2 separate regions of the Mus musculus genome follow, and region 1 is linked to region 2. The links are chromatin contacts, called in public promoter capture Hi-C maps. All regions are on one chromosome and are shown on one strand. The core of a region is the stretch at or near the end of the contact, and the rest is flanking DNA. Distances in the headings are between cores, read along the strand shown.

What was found. Promoter capture Hi-C pulls out the DNA fragments that hold promoters and counts their contacts.
Region 1: a contact with region 2 is called in a promoter capture Hi-C map of trophoblast stem cells, with 9 times the contacts expected there. The contact joins the promoter of Hoxd12 here to the enhancer-like site in region 2. A contact is called at or near these places in 18 of 39 promoter capture datasets (3T3-L1-derived adipocytes, the C10 cell line, the HPC-7 cell line and 11 more), 3 of 15 datasets of contacts at CTCF or cohesin (hippocampal excitatory neurons, pro-B cells and stem cell-derived epiblast-like cells), 12 of 484 Hi-C or Micro-C datasets (the N1E-115 cell line, cerebellar granule neurons, cerebellum and 6 more), 17 of 115 datasets of contacts at active chromatin or transcription factors (astrocytes, bone marrow-derived macrophages, craniofacial prominence and 11 more) and 3 of 9 other capture datasets (adipose tissue, liver and pancreatic islet).

The regions. Positions count from the first base shown.
Region 1 is chr2:74,668,768-74,676,469 of GRCm38.p6, reverse strand. It overlaps Hoxd12 (homeobox D12), which reads right to left and starts at 1,457. Exons shown (of 2, transcript NM_008274.3): 1 at 816-1,457; 2 at 1-656. The coding sequence starts at 1,383. The coding sequence ends at 418. Hoxd13 (homeobox D13) reads right to left here. Exons shown (of 2, transcript NM_008275.4): 1 at 7,392-7,702; 2 at 4,867-6,584. The coding sequence ends at 6,334.
Region 2 is chr2:74,032,661-74,040,375 of GRCm38.p6, reverse strand. No RefSeq gene overlaps it. Among named protein-coding and RNA genes, the nearest start is that of Gm31472, 58 kb to the right of the region's middle. Within about 2 kb of position 3,470, at least 2 of the 459 cell types and tissues checked have an H3K27ac peak or open chromatin away from gene starts, as enhancers often do. A contact at or near this core is called in trophoblast stem cells, where this site is marked.

The sequences.
Region 1 (7,702 bases), core at 208-2,707, 640 kb before region 2:
GCTCTAGCTAGGCTCCTGTTTCATGCAGAAAGAGCTGGATAGAGAAAGAAAAAGAAAAAGAACACGTTGAAAACCGGAAAAAACAAACCCTCATACAGTGTTTCAATAGTGAGCCCCGGATGTAAACATCATAGACAAGGACAGGTGACCCCCAGACACCATGCTGAATGTTTAAAGCCAGTGTTAGATTGCAATTCCCAAACACCTCTCAGGAGGGTCCCAAAGAGAGCTGAAAGCGAAGGGGGCTCCACTGGCCTCATCTCCAAATCTCCTCCTGGTTCCTCAGCTACAGACTGAGCCGAAGGGCGCCCAGGACCAGAGGAGTGGGAGGGAAATCTGCAGCCCCAACACCTCCTCCACAGCCAGGCCTTGGTCCAAAAGGGCAGGCTTGGCAAGGCCTCAGGCCCCCGTGGGCAGCTAATAGAGGGCCAGTGCTTGCTCGCGCTGCACTACCCGCTTCTTCTTCATACGCCGGTTCTGGAACCAGATTTTGACCTGCTGGTCGCTGAGGTTCAGCCTGTTAGACAATTCCTTACGCTTCTGCCGGTTGATGAATTCATTGACCAGGAATTCGTTCTCCAGCTCCGCAATCTGCTGCTTTGTGTAGGGTTTCCTCTTCTTGCGGGCCCTCCCCGGGGCCGCCCCCCACGGCAGGCCTGCAACAGAGCCCCGACCCATGTCAGCTCGCTCAGATCAACTGCCCGCCCCACAGACGTTCACCACTGCTGGCGGGTCTCCTCCCTGTCCAACTGTCCCTGACACCCCACCTCCCGTCCCTGCCTAAACTGGCTTGGGGGAGCATGGGCACTGTTTACCGTCGGGCAGTGAAGATCGCAGGCAAGAGGCCACCCCGGCCACTTGCACTGCCATGTTCAAGTTGAGCGGGCCTTTGGTGTCTTCCTTGAAGCTGGAGGCACAGGGGGCCCCCTGGAGCAGGGTCGCAGAGCCTGGAGCGGTCCGGCCCACACCCGCGTAGTCATACTTGGTGCCTTTGAGAGCCGAATGAACCAGACTAGACTCGGGGGCGAAGGGCGGCCTAGTCCGGCTGCGTTCCTCAGATGCGGTGGGCGCATCAGGCGTATAGAACTTGACCTGGTCTTCGGGTCCGTCCTTGGCGCCTGGAGACTGCAGGCCAATTGGCCCAGAGCCGGTCAAGTAAGGCTGAGAGAAGCCTCCAAAGGCAGAGGCGGTGGCAGGCTGCGCAGGGGTGCATGAGGCGGGCGTAGTAGCCCAGGGCAGCGCGCTGCGAGGGTATGAGATGGGGGGAAGCGCGGCCAACTGGCTGCCATTGGCTCTCAGGTTGGAAAAGTAGAAAGAGTCCGGTGACTGTAAATTCAGAAGCGAGCCCACATAGCCAGCTCTGTAGAGACTGCGCTCACACATCTCCAACAAAGGGCCTCGGCTGTGCTCGCAACAGTATTTAGTTACAACCCGGAATAGGAGGACGGGCTCAGAGGATTGGACAAAACTTTGCCTGCAGGTTCTTCAAAGCCGGTCATTTCAGCACCGCCTACATCCCCCGACCCGTCCCCACCCCCACCCCCTTTCAGGGTATTATGATAACACTCAATGTTCGACGGCGAAGGACGAGGCTGCTAGCAGAGCCAAAGCCTGTTGAGGGAGGGCGAAGCCCTTGAAAGTTTCCAGACCTCTTTCAGGAGCCGGTGACATTGGGATGAGGGTGCCTTTGCCCAAGTGTCTCTTGGGAGTTTTCCTGCTCTGGGTTAGTCTTCCCAGCCCTTATTTCGCAGGCTGCCTGGGCCGGGCTTTGCGTCTACAAACTTTAAGTTGCAATTCAGACGTTTTCCAATAAGGGTACCTGGGCTTGACTGGAGAAGAGCTGGCAGTGGCACGGACTGCTCCTGGATCTGAGCAACCAATCCTTTTTTATAGAAAGGGCCTCTAAAGTGGTCTCTGCCAAAGGCACTTGGCAGCAAGGACCCATTCACTTGACCCTGTAGCCCCAGGTCACAGACAATACAAGAGGTTGACCAAACAAAGGTGAAAGGCGGCACAAACTGCTCAAGTGTGGTACCTAAGGAATCTTCACGCTGTTCCTGACATTTGTTCCCAGGAACTGTGCTCATAGCGTTGTTATCCAGTCCCCTCAGGCAATTCCGCAGTCCGAGGAGCCAATCTTGTGAAAAATTACATTTCTTTTCTCTCCTGGGGTCATCTTGGTGACTATTCCCTACTAGCCAAGCTCCTAGCCGTCCAACTGAGAGTTGGAGGGGCAGAAAAGTCCGAGCCACCTGGCTGAGGAGGCACAGTCGCACAGGAACAATCAGCTAGCTGAGTCTCTTTTGTCGGTGCCTCCAGGCACGCGGGCCGCTGCGGGTTCACTGTCTGGGCAAAACAGGCAACGCTCCGTGTGTGTAGTAAGTGTGCTTAACCCCTGAGGCAGGGCCTTCTGGATGGTCCAGAGGGAATAAGGCTTTTCTCCTCAAGAGACTGTGTTGTGGGAGCCCGCGCTAGCCTAAAGCAGGACCCATGGTCCATGAGCCAAGCTGGAACTGGTTAGGCCCCCAGCTCTGGCAAGGAGACCACACAGGCGCCGCCGGAGGGCAAGGCTGACCACCTCGCTGGGACTTTATTGTGTGAGTTACGGCGACCAATTGGGCGGCTCTCAGGACGCAATCGTCCTCTTCCTCCAGCTCTGGGGCGGGAGGAGGGTGGGGGTGGGGGAAGTCTAAGGATCCTGGGGCATTACTAGAGTTTCCTCCTTTTCAGGAATTGGGACTCCATACTTTCTTTTCTGGTAGGTGGGAGGAGGCAGAAGTTTTAAGTCGGTTTTTAGAAGCCTTAGATTAGGTATTCGATAGCTTTCATTTTGAAGAATTCTCTCCTTTCTACTGGAGCATCCTCTGGCCTGAATTTTCAGTTCTAATAGTTCCAGCACTCTCAGAGCCCCTGCCTCCTGCACAGAGATTCCTAGGTAGTTACAGGCCTAAGGGTGCATCCTTAGACTATGGCTGCCTTATAATTATGTTTGCTTCTCAGGACCAAATACATAAGTGTGAATCAGGAATGAAAAGGACAGCTAGATTTTTTTTCCAGGTTTTTTCCCCCCCTTAATCGACCCACTTCATTCCTCCAAGTCTATAACTTTCAAGGTCTGGTAGGCAAAGTTCTTTTTGAGAAAGCTGGTGGCTGATGCTGAAGGCTGGAGACCATGAGGGAAGGTGGGAGGAGGAAGGGAGGCTTGTCTGGGATGTTGGGGGCTGGGGGGGGGGGGGAGCTGAGGAGCAGAATGGCAAGCTCTGCCAATGTCGCCAAACGCCCAGGAGATGGCGAGCGTGCTCCACGCCTGACGAGGCGCCGCCGCACGGTCAAGATCAACAGTGAAGGGCGGTGGGGCGGGCTTGGGGTCGCCAGTGCTCGCGGTCACGGCCCGCTGCCAAGGAGCTACGGACAGTCTCCGAAAGCCAGAGGTTGTAGCAACTGACCCAGACAGCGGAGCCAAGGGACCTGATGCAAGGAAGCCTGTGGCCGCGTGTTATTGTTTGACCTTTCGCCTCTGTCCTAACGTCTTTTTCACCTCTTGAATCATGAGTCAATCTGCCGATCTTGGGATCTTGGTTCCTACCCCAATCGCTAATACCGTGCCAAATTTCTGAGCGTCTCTCAGCCTAGATCTAACTGAAGGCAAAGCCTTTCCCCGAACTTCCTCGGCCTTCCGGGCTCCCCGCGGGCCTCACTTCCAGGGCCTCAGCCACTTACCCCCAGCTCTCCTCCTCCCGCAATCCCGAATATAAAAGGCACACATATAAATAACAAAGCCTTCATCTGTTCCTCATTTAGCCATCAATCCAAATACCACCAGAGAGCATTTGAGCGCAGTTTTAATCTTCAGCAAACCCCATTTCTCTTAGGCTCAGCGAAACTGACGTGCGACCTGCAGATGAAAGGAAAAACCTCGAGGCAATTCCCTCTATCCAATATAGGAAACCTGAGAAATGGACCTGTGAGATGAAGTGTGGCCTTGGAGACTAGAACCTACAGAGAGGGGGGGGAGGGAAGGAAGGGGGGGGAGGAAGGAAAAGAAAGAAAAGAAAGAAAAAGAAACGAGGGGACCGAGAGAACGGTGGTTGGGGGGGGGAACTAAGGCCACTTTTTTGTTTGTTTGTTTGGCTGGCTGGTTGGTTGTCCGCCCCCCAACATGTCTTGTGTACAAAATAGCTAAGGTATTAAGACAGAGGTCTTTCCCTAAGTGACTGAAGGGTGATGTGCTTCCCTTTCCAGGGGTTTATCCTTCATAAATTGAACCGCATTCTGCATCTGTATTTCTCTCTCTCTGCCTGTACCCTCCCCACCCACCCTCTAATAACGAAGTTGGCCTCTGTAGTTGGCAGTAAGATGTGAAACAAGACAAGCTGGACCAGAGAAAACGAAAGTAATTACCAACTCGAAGGCCCTGTGTTTCTCCTAGAGCCCTCAAGAAGCCCTCCTACCAGGAGAGATTACAGTTGTGTAAGCTTTTAGAAGTCTGTTCAACTAACTTGCACATCAGGAAGTTAGCTTGCACTAGATTATAGTAGTGGCTACAAGGAGCCCCACTTTCTCTGTGGCCCGTTTCCCTGAGTGGCAAAGAGGACTGAATCAGGAAAAAAAAGTTCCTGATTCCTAAAACTTGTGTTTAGTTGCTAGGGTATATAATAGCAGTTTCAGTTGTCAATTACTGCATACCACACGGGATGCTTGAAGCGTTTCTTTATTGATTGCCAAATATGGATGTGGCTTTCTCTAATTTCAAGAACTTCCTAGCGAAGATATTTACAATGGACCCTCTGTAGGCCCCAAATGTTCCAGTGAGTTTTTCTCTACCCAGGCACCCATTGATTAATAAATAAAAAAATGTCAAATAAATTGATAATATTGAAAGAAATAAAATTTATTGATTTTTAATGAGTTGGTCTGGTTTTAAAATGATGATTTTAGACATCACAGATGATATCCTCATTTTAAACATCACTATTTGTGTTAGAAGGAGGTGGACAGAAATGGAGAACAGAACATGGAGGTTTCAGAGACCAGAACTGGTGTTGTTTCCTTCATCTACAGATGTCGAGGAGAGCAAAGTTTTATAATAAATAAAAACAGCTTCTAGAGGCAGCACAAGCTTGAAAAACACAAATGGATGAAGACTCAGTGGAGACAAGAGAGTTCTTTTTATTTATATCTCCCTAGGAGTAAAATGTGATTTTTAAATGCTCGAAGCACTGCTCACACACACTGTATCTACAAAAATAATCTTTCAGTCCCATAAATACGCAACATTTTTGAAAGTAGTTCATCACTTTCAGAAGTTTCTTTTTCCCTCTTGGTCCTTAGAGCTCCATATTTAAAAAATGTGTTAGATATTTTAAAGCTCTGAGAGGCCCATGCATTCAGACAATTAACTTCTTCACTGAGCTCTGGACAGAAGTTCCCACCCATGGCCACATTGGCTGAGTCTCTTTCCAAGGATTGAGGAGATGGCCTTAGCTCCATTCCCACAGACCCAAGGAACGGGATGAATTTATACTATCTCCAGTCACTCTGCCAAGTGTAAGTATTTTAATAGCTGCATGTAGAGTTGGAGAAATAAAGGCATCCACTAGGAATGCTGTTTTCAGGTTCAAAAATCACAGCTACAAGACATGTTAAAACCACACAAAACAGCAAAGGAGACTGCCAAAGATAAGGGTGATTGTCTTAATTTCAATATTAATAAGGTAGCTGCTTTTAAAGTCATCACGTGCCTTCAACCTCCAAGTTTCAGACTCTCCCAGCGGTCCTAAATCACCTAATGCCTAAGAGCTGTTTCCACTTGCCTTGGGGAAACTTCTGAGAGCTAATGATTCAATTACACAATCACAGGGTATGAAAGGCTAAAAAAAACGATTCTGGCCTAATGGATTATAAGCATAATCAGTGCTGGAAACACATATAAAATCCTGTTAAAAAAATAAACCCCTAAATACAAGGGCACTTCTGAAATTCATTTGGGGGGATTATTGAAAAAAATACTTCAAGTTTTTTTTTCCTCATACTGGCCTGGAGGGAGAAACAATGTTTAAAAATTATAAAAACAAACCTAGACAAGAACAAAACCAATAATAAGCAAGTAAGAAATAGAATTACAAAGTCGGATTGGGCAGCAAAAAGTTTTAGAACCAGATAAAGGTCAAGAGAGAGAGAGAGAGATAGAGAGGGGGGAAAAGGATTCACAATGCTTGCCTTTCTAGGCAGGGAAGGGGGAGGGAAATTAAATACATTTTCAAGTCTTTTCAAAGGTATTTTTTTGGAGACAACTGAACGCATTTAAACTGTCTGTGGCCAACCTGGCCCACATCAGGAGACAGTGTCTTTGAGCTTGGAGACGATTTTCTTGTCCTTCACCCTTCGATTCTGAAACCAAATGGTTACTTGTCTCTCCGAAAGGTTCGTGGCAGCTGAGATCCGCCGCCGCTTGTCCTTGTTAATGAACTTGTTAATGGCATACTCATTCTCCAGTTCTTTGAGCTGCAGTTTGGTGTAAGGCACCCTTTTCTTCCTTCCCCGTCGGTAGACGCACATGTCCGGCTGGTTTAAAGCCACATCTCCTAGCATAAACAACAGCAGGGGAAACATTAGCCTGGATACTTGGAACACCTAAGCTTTGAGTTGTGTTAATGTGAGTGCGTTTGTTATTTGTTAGTACTGGGCGGGGGAAGGGAGGGAATAAAGAAAATGAGATTGTTTATACTTTATTATTATTTACACAGACATATTATTTACACAGTATTAAAGAAAGACTATTTGCACTTTGAGACAAAGGCTAATTTGATGGATCATCATGGTTTTTCAAACCGGCATTTTAACAAGCCTGTGATTTTATGGTCTGGTTATTGGGGGAAGCTCATAAGGACAGTTTCTGCAATTGCCAGTTGCATACATTCAAACACACACACACACACACACACACACACACACACTTCAGATCTTTTACTCAAGCTTTAATCTCTTCTACTGTGTTTGGGAGTTTATGGGCTCTAAGAAGCTTCAGTGGTCATTGGAACCCCACTTGAAAACACGGGGACCCAACTCTGGCACCTTTCAGAAACCTCTTTAGTCAGGGGAGTGAGGAAGGGAGGGGGATGGGGTTAGGGAAAGGGGAAAGAGGGAGGGAGGGAGAGGAAGGGGGAAGCAGCAAAGGTAACGAAAGATCTTGAACTTTAGTGGATAAAAAGCACTTGTGCTTCACGGGAAGGAAAACATAGCAGAGGCGCTTTTAATTGGGAAAGTCAGAGATCACAGAGACTAAACAAATTTTTCTAGTGGATTATACCTGGTCAGGCCTGGAATATAAGTAACCACTCCCAAATAGGGGCTTTTCTTTTTTCTCCCTCCCCTTTTTTCGTTGCTCCTACCTGGAAAGGATGATTTCCAAAAATGGGACCCCTGTGGCTGATCCTTGGCACAGTACACCTGGCTGTTCCACCCGTTGGCTAGCGTCCAGGACTGGTAGCCCTCCATGGAGATGTATGCCTCGTGCCGAGGTTCCCCGGATCCAAAAGTGGACACCATGTCGATGTAGCCAGGCACGTGCTGATAGGGACTTGTGTAGCCCTGGTAGAAGGACACTTCCTTGGCTCTTGCGGGCACCTCGTTGGTCGGTACGCTGCTGCTCGCCAGGCCCGACACGTCCATGTACTTCTCCACCGGGAAACCTCCGAGAGAA
Region 2 (7,715 bases), core at 2,221-4,720:
GCCCTCATGTTACCTGGGGAACTGATTTAAAGGCGACTTTTCCTCCTCCACACACCTACCAAATCAGAGCTTCAGGACCAGGACTCCAGGCTGCCCACTCACACACTCCCAGGTGCTTCCGATAAGGCTATAAAGTCTGGGAAATAAATGGATAAGTGCCAAATTTTTTTCAATTGCTTCTAATTGAAGTTGAAGTTTAATCTCTATTCGTTTTGGGGACTCATGTTGGAAATTATTCATATGCTCTAGAGTGCTTCAGTAAGAATCTGATGTTCTTGTGCCCACCTCATAGCAAGCACACCTAAGATGGGATACGGTGAAGGGCCCTTCCCTGGAGCAGAGGACGAGGCAGAACACAAGATGACGATCTCTGTGCTTTCTTTTCTTTCTTCTGCAAACTGCTCTAGGTTGGGGTTGTCTCTGCCTCCCTCCTCCCTAATGCTTTCACCTTAGAAAAACTGCTTCTCTTCTTCCAGCTGCTGAAGAGAGCAGAATGGACCACACTCTGCATCGCATCATGGAGATGGCTGTTTAATCTGAGATGAGTGTTACATTACTCATTGCTCTGAACCCCTTTGATCCACCAGCTTTTGCTTCTTTTATCCCCACGGAGTGCATACATTAGTGCTCCCAGCGCCTCCCCATCTTGCTGTCTTTCAGATGCCGGCAGAGGTTATTTACTTGGGAAAGCAGATGGATATCTTGTTTAATGTCAAAATAATTACTATTTCGTTGGCCCTGATAGCTTATTTACGCTTTCAGTATTTTTATGTTTACATCAAAAGAACATGGCTAAAATGATATTTTTGTGGGTTAAAATAAACAGGATATGACAACCTTTTTTCAAAACCTAATTTTTCTATTTGATGAATTGGTTTAGTAAAATAGAAAATAGCTCAACCGAGTGGGAATGGTGACTGGAAAGGGAGTCCAGATGTGTGCTTTTATTTGTATAAAAGCTAGAAAGAGACTGTAAACAGTGTTAAGAGGGGGCATGATACCAAACACAAAGCTTTAGCACAGTTTCAAATCCCATATTTGCCCTTAGCCTAATTTTCCTAGCCTTAGTTTCCCCATTGACAAAGCAAAGTGAATGCCATGAGTCCTTAAGGAGTTCATTTGCATACAGGTGCTGACATATGCATATACGCTGAGCATTGACTCTTACTTAGATAAGTCTTAGTTGTAAAAGAGTGCTACAGTTGGAAATAGGGAAAGCAAAAAATTGACTTTGTGAAGAAATTAAATGCCCAGAACAAGGCTCCATGAGCCACTGTCCCTCGATTTTAAGACTCAGTAGCCACCTTGTCTCCATGTCTGATCCTAGAAGCTGAGCCTATAGAACCTTGTCTCTCAGCTAAGCCTATCTAGAAAAGGTGTTTCAAAGTATGTTTTGGGATCTCCTCAGTAAAATGCTTGTGTCCTAAGCATGAGAAAGTGAACTTGGTTCCCAAAACTCACTAAATGAATGAATGGATAGATAGATGGATAGATAGATAGATAGATAGATAGATAGATAGATAGATAGATAGATAGACAGATAATAAATAGATAATAAATAGGTGGTAGATAGATAGATAGATAGATAGATAGATAGATAGATAGATAGATAGATAATAAATAGGTGGTAGATAGATAATAGATAGGTGATAGATAGGTAGATGGATAGATAGATAATAAATAGATAATAAGTAGGTGATAGATAGATAGATAGATAGATAGATAGATAGATAGATAATAAATAGGTGGTAGATAGATAGATAATAAATAGATAGGTGATAGATAGGTAGATGGATAGATAGATAATAAATAGATAATAAGTAGGTGATAGATAGATAGATAGATAGATAGATAGATAGATAGATAGATAATAAATAGATAGGTGATAGATAGATAAATAGATAGATAGATAGATAGATAGATAGATAGATAGATAGATAGATAGATGCCAGGCATGGTAGCTTGCATTTGTAACCCAGTGCTGAGGAGTTCCACACTGATAAGAGACCCTTTCTCAAAGGAGGAGGTCAACCTCTGGCCTCTACATGCATGCACACACTTGGACTCCACCCTCACAGCACCCCACAGCACCCCACACCCCACACATGCACACACCTCTGAAAAGTAACGTTCATGTGGAGATAATGTGTCCACTGTTTGTCTTTTCAGAGAGTTACTATAAAATGGAACTCAGGAGTCTCTCTGACCACAAAGTCTTAGTCATTTTCATTTAACAACATTCAATTCAGCTCTCAGGTTCCCTATGGAAGCTCAAGGAAGGAAGAACTCTCTTGGAAGTTATCACCAACGGAGCTGCTGAGAATGAGCCACAGGGCATGAGACTGCTGCTCTCCTCCACTGACAGCTCTGCTGATGGGCTGACTTTACTCTTGTGCTCTGTGGCTTCTTTATTCTCTGTGTGACTTCAGATTTCTAGCAAAAGTCTATATTATTAGATGCTAATGCTAGAGACTAAATTGTTTCAAATTGCTTTGTAGGTGAAAGAAAATACTGGTCCAAGCTTCAAGGCCCACCATTCCCAAGGTCAAGTCCTTTTCTCAAGCTAACTATAACATATCAGCATTCATCTTGCTACAGTGTGCTGTTACACAGACTATTTCTCTCTGTCCTGGGAAGAATGAATACAGAAATGTCTGCATTTGTGTTTTTGCTTCTTGGGATTTATTTTGAGTCTTCAGGATCATTGAATTTCTCTCTGTGCCATGGTTAAGGTCACAGAAACCCAGGACTGGTAGAGAAGACGACAGGGCACATTGTATTGCCCAGACATAATCTCTGCTCCCCACATCCCTAAGCAGAAGTCCAGTGGCCCAACAAAAACATATTCTGCCCTGCATAGATTTTATAGCACATTCCATTTCTTCCCTAGTATGGCAGGAATTATATACTTCCACTGTGTTGTGTGGTAAATTCCCAAGACTGATCTAGAATTGAAAATCTACAGTCACTATTCCATCACCAGAAATTCCAAGAAGATCAACACTCACAAGCTGAGAGCTTAGACAGAGGTCCTACTTAATCTGCTGGTATTAAAATCTTTAGAGAACCATATCAATTTAGAAGAATGTAAAGATCCAGAGGTCTGGCCAAAAAGGAAATCGGATGTGGGTAGGATTATAAAGTAGCTCAAACATTTAGGAAAGTGATTTGGTACTGCCTAGAAAACTCAAATATGTATACGCCTTATAACTTACACCTTTTTCATCCAAAAAACATACCTTCGTACAGAACCTAAAACAGATGCTCAGGGTGAGACACTAGAGGACCCCTCAGAGAGACTTCAACAGCCAAATGTTGGGAAAGAACTTGAACGTTCACAGTAGGGAGACAGACAAATGATAAACTATGGTATGTTCCTATTGTAACCATGGAGCAGTAATAGCAGTCTGAGCTGCATGAACCAACAGGGAGAGAGACGGGAAACAATGCTGAGGAGAAACAAGTTTGCTGGAGGCTCTGTGTGCCCTGGGTGATGTCATAGGCATGGAAGTCCAACTATACACAAATGAGCATGTCCTCAGGACAAGAATTTAAATGCACAAGAAAAGGATACTAAATCATAAAAATAGTGTTTGGGAAGCGAGAAGAAAATCTATAGCAACTTGGAATACAAGAGATCGGGCCAAAAAAAATGTAATAAACATTAACATGGCAAGTGAAGTTTTGTTTTGTTTTGTTTTGTTTTAAATCACTGCACTTCTCATCTACATGCACTTTTTCACAGTGCTCACAATAGAGCCAGCAGGCAAGATTCCCCACTAAACAAGTTTTCTTTTGAGACAGGATCTTACTATGCAGTCCTGGCTAGCCTAAAATTCACTGTATGGTCCAGATTGGCCTTGAACTCACAGACATCCACCAGCCTATGCCTCCTGAATGCTGTGATTAAAGGCGTACACCACCACACCCAGCTCAAATAACTTTTCTATATAAACTCCTTTGTAACCGCTAACATTTGCAGTTCTATAACCTGTGCCACTTAGACACAGAATTGGAAGTCATTCCCTTCTCACACAAAATCGTCTGTGCCTGAACAGAATTTCTTTTCTGCCAATACATCTTACTCCTTCTGGGAATCTCCTCTGTCCAAAAAGACACCGTGACTCATCTCGGTCTACTCGCAGCAGCCAGAGTACACAGCTGCTGCCGGGTCCTCCATCCAGAACGTTGACAACTGCCTTGTGTTTCCATTGGATTTCTTACTTCTCAACTCAGCTTAGGGCGAGATCTTTCTCCAGTGGACGCTAAAGACAGCAGAGCTGTCTGGTCTCTCACCTATCCATATTTTAACATCTCTAGGTTAAAATACATAGAAAACCTGAAGACGGTTTTGCATAATGAAAGTCTTATTTGTTGCCCCAGGTTATCCCAACCATGTACTTACATCTTTGTAGTAAGCCAAAAAACGTACCGCTAATTCAGACTCCAAAAAATGTACCGCTAATTCAAACCCATAGGTGTGGGGAAATACATATTTTCTTTCTTTCTTTTCTTTTCTTTCTTTCTTTCTTTCTTTTTTTTTTTTTTTTTTTTTTTTTTTTTTTTTTTTTTGTCAAAGTAAAAAAAAAATGGCAGTGGAAGGAAGACATGCGCTGCTACGGGGCTGCCAAACAGGAAGAAATGAGGGGAAACGAAATACTTAAACATTTCTGTCCCTTCTATTTCCCAGTCCCACCTAGAAGAATTGGAGAAAATGTTGAAAACTGTAGAAGAAAATCTGTAGCGGCCGTAGGACTGATTCAAAGAGGACAAGGGCACGAGCTTTGAGTTCCAGGGAACTTGTTTTCTGTTCTCGGCCGCCTTCGCGCCATGCGCATGCGCGTTCGTGATAAATTATTATTATTGTGGAGCAGATGGATGAATCTCAATCATGATACCATAATGGAAGATTAAACATTTTCTTAACTTCTATTCATCAAATTAAGTCTTTCTACTCACAACAAAGGACAAGGCATCAATGTTATCATTAGGGATTTTAAAATATAACTTTAGCGTGAAGCATAGGACATGATTAATGCAGCGACAGAGGTAAACACTAAACATTCGTGTGGGATAGAATCGCTTTTTCTGTTCTCCTGTTTAGTGGCTCCTTGGTCCATGATGAATGGTCTCAATGAGAAATAATTATCAGAATCATTTGATCTTTTTGTTTTTACTGTATCTTGGGGGGGGGGTAGTTCTTCCCATCTTAGCTACATCTTTACCTCTTAAAAGCGTGGGGTTTATTTTTCCCTAAGGAAAGGAAGAGACGGGAATATCTGTTCAACCTCCAACAAGAAGACAGGTTTTTCACTTGGTTGAGTTTCCTGTCACACTGGACAGTGGAAAGAGAAACCCCGTGATTCTCAATCCAGTTGTCTACCTTCCCCCCTAAGATGCAAGATTGTCCAGAGCCACTCCAGTCCCTAAACATACCTCATATTTATAGAATCTGAAGTGGTTTCAGTCTCTCTCCAGATGAATTTTCAACATTTATTGTCATTACTGTCTTAAACAACTGATGGTAGGAGGCAGGGGAGCTACACCATAGAATAAAGAGTGCTACCCTTGGACTCACTGGGTGCACTTGACCTTGCGATCCAAGGTCAAGCCCTCGATCTTCTACTTTATGGACCAGAGCACATCCTGTTTAGTCTCTTTTAAAATTCTTTTACTTATAGCATTTATTACCCTCTCGGACCAAGCACACATTAAACCCTTTCACGTATAACATCTCAGCTCGCTTCCTCGGAAACTCTTCTCCACTGCATAAGTCTCATACCCACTGTCGCTATTCTTGACAATTGATGAAAAATTAGAGCACAGCAAACTGTGAAGGCTTCAAGAAAAAAAATGCAGTATTTAACAGGCTTCATGAAATAATAAAATATGATTAAATATTTGAAAAACAAGGCTCGGTATGGTAGATCATATTTATAATCCCAACACTCAAGAAACAGAGCAATGGGACTTTATGAGTTTGAAACCCAACTTGTTCTGCATAGAATGTTTCAGACCACTGAGGGCTACATAGGAAGACCCTGTCAGAGAGAGAGAGAGAGAGAGAGAGAGAGAGAGAGAGAGAGAGAGAGAGAGAGAGAGAGAAACGGAACTGAAGGGAGGAAAAATGAGGGGAGGAAGGGAGGGATAGAAAACCAAAGAGCTGAAAGGAAGTTCTGTAATTAGGAGCCTTACTGTTCTTGCAGAAGAACCAAGTTAGATACCCGACACCCTTGAAGCGAAGCTTACAACTACTCCAGATCCACAGGGGACCCAGTGCCTTCTGACCTCTACAGCTACCCACACACATGTGGCATAAATTCATATAAACCCACACATATAAATTCTAAATATAGAAACAAAGTCTGCATTCTTCTCTATTTGTCTTAGTACAAATAGATGAGCCACACAGTGCTGGGCTGGATTTGGGGAGGCGCCACTCGAAAATCATGAGCCAACCAGAGCAGAGGTCAATGTTCTCTGGTGAGGTGAAAATTCTAAACAGCATCTCAGTCAAACCAAGCTTGGAAAACGCCCACTGTTCCCAACGGGACGCCAACACTTCCCTCCTGGGGTTCTCATCTCTGAGTTAGCCTTCGAGGTAACATATTCCATAATACCACATAAAAATATCAAACTTACCCAACTCACAGCTGTCTACTCAGCATGAGGTGCCTCCAGATCCCTGCCTTAAGACTGAGATCTCCTGCGTTCTGTTCTTGCCTTTCTGTATTCAGAATAACCAGCTCATCCTTACCTTTAAAACCTAGTATTTATTTACCCAATAACCCATAGTGTAAACCCTGAAACACACCATTTGCTTCCAACCCAAATTCACTGCCTTCCTTTTCCCCAACTTGTGACTAGGGGAGGTGACTTCTGTAGGCTGATGAACTTTGGTTCTCCTGCTAGCTGCCTTCTGTCTGGCTCTGATCCATTCAGGATTCCTACAAATATCCCCTTGTATTTCTCCCCATCTTCCTAATTCCAGAGATGCTTTTGATGACAGTAGCTGTATGTTCTGTGTTGAAGTGTCCTCCTCTATGACACCGAGTTTCAATAGGCCCTTATAATACTGTCTTCTCCTGTGACAAGATGGTACAGCTTCCTGCTGTTGCTGGGGCATGGATAGCTCCGAGTCTTCAGTTGTTTCCCTAATCTCTAGCCCCATTCCTATGAGCAGTCTTCTCATTAAAAACCAGAACAAACAAACAAACTTTTTTGAGTCATCTAAAGGAATCCATTTCCCACCTCGACCCTCTAGTATGGTATAAAAGAACCATGCCCAGCAACTTTGACAACCCAGAAAGCCTCTAACTCTTCCTGAGCCTAAACCCTCCTTCCCTTGCCTAGGTCCATTGCTGCCCATGCCATATGTTTTCTGCCTAGGCATATGGCTTCATATGGGAAGCTGTATGACATAATAATGTGAGCTTCAGTCACTACAAAAAGCATTTCAACTAAAAAAAAAAAAAAAGTATTTACTTTGGATGGATCGGCCTGTAGAGCACAGAGCCAATAAAGAGAATGTCAGACCGGCTGGAGGTCTGGTCTCCAGTTAAGTGATGAAATCTGATTCTGTGTTAGACAAACAGCGAGCTAGCTCCTTTCAGACGAACAGATTGCTTTGTTCCAGTTCTGTCCCCAGCACCTGACACAAATGGAATTCTTTGTCTAAGCGAGGAAGTGGATGAGTTGTCCTGGCTTCAGAGTCC